Regions from separate parts of the Acanthopagrus latus genome. Here region 1 is linked to region 2. Evidence: chromatin contacts called from public Hi-C data. All regions are on one chromosome and are shown on one strand. The core of a region is the stretch at or near the end of the contact, and the rest is flanking DNA. Distances in the headings are between cores, read along the strand shown. Region 1 holds the start of LOC119018713 (immunoglobulin superfamily containing leucine-rich repeat protein 2-like). Region 2 holds the start of zdhhc13 (putative palmitoyltransferase ZDHHC13).

Evidence for each region. A called contact is a pair of places that touch in the nucleus more often than the background predicts.
Region 1: a contact with region 2 is called in a Hi-C map of muscle, with 4 times the contacts expected there. The contact joins the promoter of LOC119018713 here to the promoter of zdhhc13 in region 2. A contact is called at or near these places in 2 of 4 Hi-C or Micro-C datasets (both in muscle).

Annotation. Positions count from the first base shown.
Region 1 is chr4:14,323,129-14,326,480 of fAcaLat1.1, reverse strand. LOC119018713 (immunoglobulin superfamily containing leucine-rich repeat protein 2-like) reads right to left here and starts at 1,594. Exons shown (of 3, transcript XM_037096592.1): 1 at 1,527-1,594; 2 at 808-985.
Region 2 is chr4:14,152,574-14,156,182 of fAcaLat1.1, reverse strand. zdhhc13 (putative palmitoyltransferase ZDHHC13) reads left to right here and starts at 1,458. Exons shown (of 17, transcript XM_037096439.1): 1 at 1,458-1,553; 2 at 3,560-3,609. The coding sequence starts at 1,530.

The sequences.
Region 1 (3,352 bases), core at 345-2,844, 170 kb before region 2:
TCTTTCTCAGACCTCAGCATGCTTCTGTTGTCCAGGAGAGACAATGAAGCCGAGCTTTCTAACATGTTAAGGTCGCGAATGCAAAAATGATCTAATGAGACATACATAAATGTCCATTCGAGAAATATGACGGACAAACAAACACCTACATGTTTACCTCTCACTGCAGTCTGGAAGAAAAACGTTATGGCCCAAAATGCTGGACTGTCTGACCAGAGCATGAAAAAAACAAGGGTGTTTTCACATGCAGGGTCTCATCTTAAAATGACACTTTTAGGACAGATGCTACATAGTGACAAGCCAGCTGCATAAACTGTGAGTTGAGGTGGATTTGCGTCTGAACAGAGAATATAAATGAGCCTGTGGTGTCTGGAAAAAACAGAGGAAGAAGAAGAAGAAAAGAAAAAAGCAGTTTCACCGCTCATCCTATCTGGCTCGATGTTGTCGCCTCGAAGCCTTCAAGGTGCTGTCTGAAGAACTGTAATTAGGCAGGGTTGGTAATGTGAAGCAGCCGCATGTGAGTCACCGGCAGGAGCGACTGGGCTGAAACTACGCAGCAGCTCTGTCCTTGGTGCTGAAAGGCAGCGGCGCGTCAGCTGTTTGTTTACAGCAGCTCCGATCCGCAAACCTCTGGATCAGCCGTGTTTCTGTGCAGCTACCTGCTGCGTGACGGGGAGGACTGTCGGTGTAACGTGACGCTGCGGGAGCGAAGTTCGTCCCCGCAGTGAGACCTCGACGCAGGGTCGCGATGAAACATTAATGAGGAAAGAGGATCCCCCCTCACCTCTGCGTAGAGGACCGGCTTACCTGCGTTTATGTGTTTATATCTCTGTAGATCGACCCGAGGTGTTTGCAGTCAAAGCGCACAGACTGTTCTGAAGTTTGAAGGTGGAAACTGAGTCCGTCCGTCCGTCCGTCTGTCTGGCTGTCTCTGTCTGATCTTACATGATGAAAACACGCGCATCCGTCTCTGGGTCTCTCCTGCCTGTGAATGTATGTCATACTGAGTTATCTCCCCCTCCTCCCCTCGTCGTCCTCTTCTCTCCTCACAGCGTCGACGTTCCAAAAATGTTTTAAAGGGAAAACCACCTTCACTTCAGCCTGCAGGAGACCATGGCCGAAGCCTACACAGATAGGAACAATAAAAGCTAAAAGAAGTAAAGCAGCTAAATTCAAACTCACAAAGTCCCATCACTATCAAGAGTGAACACATTACAAACTTAAAAGGTACAATATGTAAAGACTTGGCCACCTGTCAAATTCATACTTCAAACAGATAGGGGGCAGTATATCACCAGAGTAACTGCTAACGTTAGCTAGCTAGCTAGTACTTTGGACAGGACAGAACAGTGCTAGCTGGAAGGCCAGTTAGCTTGCTAGTTTTGTTGTTTAACATGCAGTTAAATGATATTTACTGTTTGTCAGCTGCACACGATGCTATTGCCTTTGACTTGTGCTGAAATAAAAATAGCTTTGGGAGTAACAGCTTAGCCAAGGGGCTAAATGAGCTGATCATACTAGTTTACCTCCTGTTGCTAAGTAGCATGTAAGGTCCGTCCAACAGAGTGGTGCAGCAATGACATGTTTTCACAGGCTAACCCCGGACGTTAGCATGGCCCATGTTCCCTCGTTCAAAAGCATAAGGGAGTTTTGAATTGGATTTTTGTTAGGCTAAAAAAGCAAACACTGCAGTGAATAAATGAGTCACCCTGTTCGGCATTATGACCATAAAATGTCCTACAATTTCTGTAGTCTCATTCAGCCATTTGTTAACACAATATTAAATTGTGTACATGTAATTATGTATTTTATGTCATACAACAAGACGTGTTAATATCTTAAAGGTCCCATATACATATATACTGTTTTTCATCAGTTTCACACAGCTGTCAGCATACTTGCCAACACTGGGTTGTCAAAAATTTTGAAAAATGACCCTTTAAATCTCACCTACTGGTGAGATTTTTGAAAATTTTTTTTTATTGCTCTGGGAGGTGAGCTAACCGTCCTCCTGCTGCTGACACTGGGCGAACCTCAGTAAAGTCGCGGCTGGACCCGACTGAATATCTGCCGAATATCCAACCTGAAACTAACTTCACCCTGGTTCAATGAGTTGCCTGTTGCAGCCTTTGAATAGGATGACGAGGATTTCAGTCACTCAACTTAAACGGTGACTTGTAGAAATGATACAAATAGCAGTAATGACAATAACAATCGATTTCAAAATAACTTAGGGTGTAGTGCTTTCACTGTGTACAACTTAAATTCGCCATTTGCCTGTGATATTAAACCTAAAAAAATCATGTCAACATCAAAATCAAATGTCATTATGTTTACCAGTACCTGACCTGTGCCTTGCGCAAGCCCCCCTGAGAACACGCTGTTTCTGTGCCTGCACCTTTAAATGCTAATGAGCTCCGTCTGTCAATGCCTACTTGCCTGCTACATCACTCTCAGGAAGACAATGCTTCTTACGCTAGCGGTATCATGCGCTACTGTTATGGTGGATGTATATATCTGTATTGCGGATCGTAGAGATTTCAATCAACCATACCAGTTTGACCCAGAATCGGACCCAGAAGGAGAGGCTCCTGAAGAAGCACAGACTCTGCAGCAGGACATGTCAGAATGGTTAGTGTGTCTGAATAATGTTAGTTTGTTCGTATGTGTTGGTACACTTACCACCACGTAGCTAACGGCTAACAGCAAGCCAAAGTTGTGTTTGTCTCAAACACAGTCTCCAAACTCTTGGACACTGTTTACATCGTCTCTGTCTCCAGTCTGCAAATGTTTCCAGGCTTTTTACTGTGACACCCAAGCTCCATCGTAATATTATTAACATTAAACACACTTCAAACACCATTGCGGAGCGGACCGAAGCGGAGTTAACTAGTTAGCCAGTTTCAAGCTGACTTCACCATACTCGTAGGCAACTGTAAATACTATCAAACCGCGGCGACACTTACCTGTGGCTCAGGTACAGTTGCTTGGTCCCGTATGGTTGGGACTGATCGTTTTACAAGGGTCAGTGTTGAGACAAAGCCAGCTTTGTACTGGCCTTCGTTACTGAAGCAGTCCGATGTGAAGTGGTTAGCACACATTATCACAAGAAGTGCAGCCGGCACGTTGTCATGAATGAAACGCAACCACTGTGTCTTCTGTTCTTCTGTAGCTGGGACAGAATATTGGCACTTATGTTGATTTTTACAACCAACAGCAGAGCAATTTGTGTGTCTAGCTCTGAGCGACGATATTGTGAAACACTGCTATCTTACTGCTGGACACATCGAACTTCACCTCAGGGACTGACTCCTATCACCAGGCAGAGGAGGCTGGCCTATGCAAATGACTC
Region 2 (3,609 bases), core at 209-2,708:
TTCATCTCAGTCACCCATGCTGTGATTTTATCTTGTGCAACACAAGATTTTCACTGCATGCGATGTTCTAAAATGTAATTCTGTACTGAGTTAAATGTGTTAAGACTGTGACACAACATTGGATGAAAAAAAAAAGTTGTTTGTTACTCGGTTTATTTGCTGGCCATGTAACTGTTGCATTACAAGTCACATCGATAACTGTGAAGCTTCTGTAAAAAAAAAAACAAAAAAAAACAAAGAAAGAAAGAAAAAAAAAACACCTCTCTGGCACGAGAAGCTGATTTCATACAACTGATTTTAACTTGTGATATCAAAGCATGTTTCCCCAGTTTTCGGGGAACATGCATGTTGTGTTTCTACCAAAACAAAAGCGTTTTCTATGTATTTCCATTGGGGTGTTCTACAATATGTTTTTACTGTTGAATAACGAAGGCACAAGCGGAAAACGTCCTGTAGGCGGGAGTGAAACAGTCAGTCACTTTCAGGAAGAGGAAAATGCATCAAGGAAATAGAAATGGCCAGAAACACGATTTCCTGTCCAACGCTTTCGCCTTCAAAATAAAACGACACAACACACTTTAATTCCAATGAAACATGAAATGATGTATTCCATCTCGCTTTAAGGTTAAGCTTTGTGTTGCTTCATTCACATTTGACAGCCCTGCTTTCAAAGCAGTATGGCCTAAACCCCTTGCATGTGTGCACAAATACTTGGCTGATAAAGTTGATCCTAATTCTGACTATGATCCTCCTGAATTTGTGCGTAAGGAAATAACCCCCAAACATTCCTTAAGCCAGGGAATATGCCTGCAGTGTAGTAAAAAGTACCCAAAAATTAAGCTTGGGTAAAAGTTAGGATACACTGTCAAAATCACAGTCACACATGAATAGTAACTGAGTGAGTATCTGATTTAAATGTATGGAAATTGAGTTTCAGAGGCTTAAAACTAGGTCTCACTATCACTATCACTATCATTAGCCATATTCCTATAGCGACATCATAGTGAATGGTGCACATCATGAATGTTTTTAGTGTTCATTTGAATTTGCATTATAAAATGTTTCTGATTGTTACTGACAATAACTGACAACGTTTTGAGAACGCTTTACACTACAGCAGACGCCAGACTTGAACACCAAGATAGTATAGGTCAAAGCAGCCACATCAGCTACAGTCAGCAACAGCAAGGAGGTGAGGAGCGAGATAAAGTACCCAGACTCCCTTAAAAAAAATCACTCAATTTGGGAGGTGTTGAGTTTGGGCAAACTTTCTAAACTTTCTGAAACGCTGTCAAGGAGAAATTCTTATTTACTTGAGCCTTCCTGTAGATTCGGCATAATGTTATAGCCGGCTACTTGACTCTTACTCCCTGCATCCATGGCTAAGAATGACAGGAAAATTATGTGAGTACGCCTTCCTGCAGTTTCGCCACCAAATGCCTTTATTCTGAAAATCACACTGCGGAAGTTGTACGTTGATTCTGGCCCGTCCAGCTGCAGGAACTTTGCCTTCGTTCCTTCACAACAAGATGGACTGGAATGAAGACGATGGTGTAAGTGGGATTCTGTTTATCGGCTCCTCTTGTCGTCTGTGTTGCGAGGTGACTGTTTCATCCGGCGTAGACTTGTCTGGCGTAGTTTTCCCGGTGTTATCATAGCACGTTGTTAGCATCAACTAGCTAGCTTAATGTTAAATTGTAGCCCGTCGGTGAAGCGGAATAACCTGTCCTCGGTGATCGACACGGGCTGATCAACTGTCTGGAGGGCTGTTAGCTTCTGTGGGCGTAGCTAGCCCGCCGCTCGTCACCTGAAGTGAAACTACTAGCTAGCTAAATCTCTTTACCCCCAACCTCAGCAGTCAGATTCAGCTAATTGTATTTATGTAAAAGTATGGACGAGCACGTTAGTGAGAGTGTGTTCGATTAGTCTGATTGACATGACGCTACGTTGACAGCCAGCGTGTGTCTGACCCCGTCACTGTGCGGTTACCTTTCTTACCTTCGCCCATTATAACGAAACCGCAGGTAATCCTCTCTCGGAGCTTAACTCGGTTGCAGTTTCCTTGAACGAGAGTCGTCAGCAACATGTGTCGGGTTCATCCAAATCCACATGTGTCGTGTCAGTAGTTAAATGTTAATAGTTGAGCACAGGAGTCTGACAGCTGGCTTTTGCCATATGTTGTTAAGTGAAAGGCTAACGTTAGCTGCCCGGGTCGTGTCATCACCGGCATCAACAGAGGATTGAATATAGCAACCAGGTGCTAAAAGGAGTAGTTCATCCCAAAATACTAAATTAACCCATTCATTCACATCATGGCAGCAAAAACTCCTTTGAAATTCGCAGAAGCACCCAGTCACCCTAACCCATGGAGACACAGCATCAGTGTGCTATAAATGTGTCATTTTGAGTGGAGCCCCACAGGCTGTCAATATTTTGGGATAAATAAGGAGTAAAAATAATAATAAATAAAAGTCTTATATCGACATGTTGGCCCATAATGCACACATTTTTTGCAGTGATCCCTCAAATGTAATGAAGACATGTAATGGACGTAGGATATTTTACGGTTGGACATTAAACTGTATTGTCTAAATGACATCATTGCTCTAAAACAGGAAACTTTAAACTGGGAATTTTTTAATTACATCTTTCACCCTGAAAAGTTTTTTTCTGCCTCTCTACAAAAAAATATTTTTCATATCAGTGCATTTCAGACTGAACATACTTGCAACACTGAAATATCTGTGAGAGGACAGTATCAGCTGATAACAAGGTGCGACCAGTACAGCAAACGCCCTCTAATTTACAGCATATCAAACAGAAAACATGGCCCTTTAAACTGTTATATATTATATCTATATGTCATCCGACCATCCATAATATCATTTCAAGGTATCGTCACATTGCCTAACCCGACAGCTTATGCACAAAGACCCAAATGTTTTCTAGCTGTGTTCATTATTTACCTCATTGATGGCTATTTTACACAAGGGCACCTTATAAATACAAAATGTACCTCACCTGAGAAAACAGCCAGGTCACCACAGTGAGTGAGGAAAATGTTGAGAATGTGGTCTGTGGAAGAGTTTGATAATCTTACACCAGCTGTTTGAAAACCCGATGGACATTTTCCACATTCCAGGGGAGAAAAGAGACAGAAGACAGTGACGTACTGTGTATTTGATGTCTTGGAATAATCTGTTTTTTTTCCAATGGAATCTTGATAGTTTAAGATCTAAAATAACTGGCCATCTGGAGTTGATGCGTGCATGTAAGTGTTTTGGGTATTTTAGTGTTACTTAGATAAAAGACAGGTGAGAGATGGCAGGAATTGAGAAGGGAGAGAAAGGGGAAGAGATACAGTCGAGGTTTTTGGCCAGGCTTGTTGCTGCGATGTTGCTTCTCCTCAGGCTCACTCAAATAAATTCAATATTCTTCTCAGATTACTACTTAACTTTCAGGCCCCCAGAGTCTGAGCTCCTGTTCTCTGCCATTTTAAGAATGTCTTATGGACCGTTTTGGAGCAAATCTGTGTTTTCTCTGCGCCCATTTGTTGCAGGGCTGTCACCACGGACATGGAGGTCATTCTCACAGTCACGGGCCGAGAGC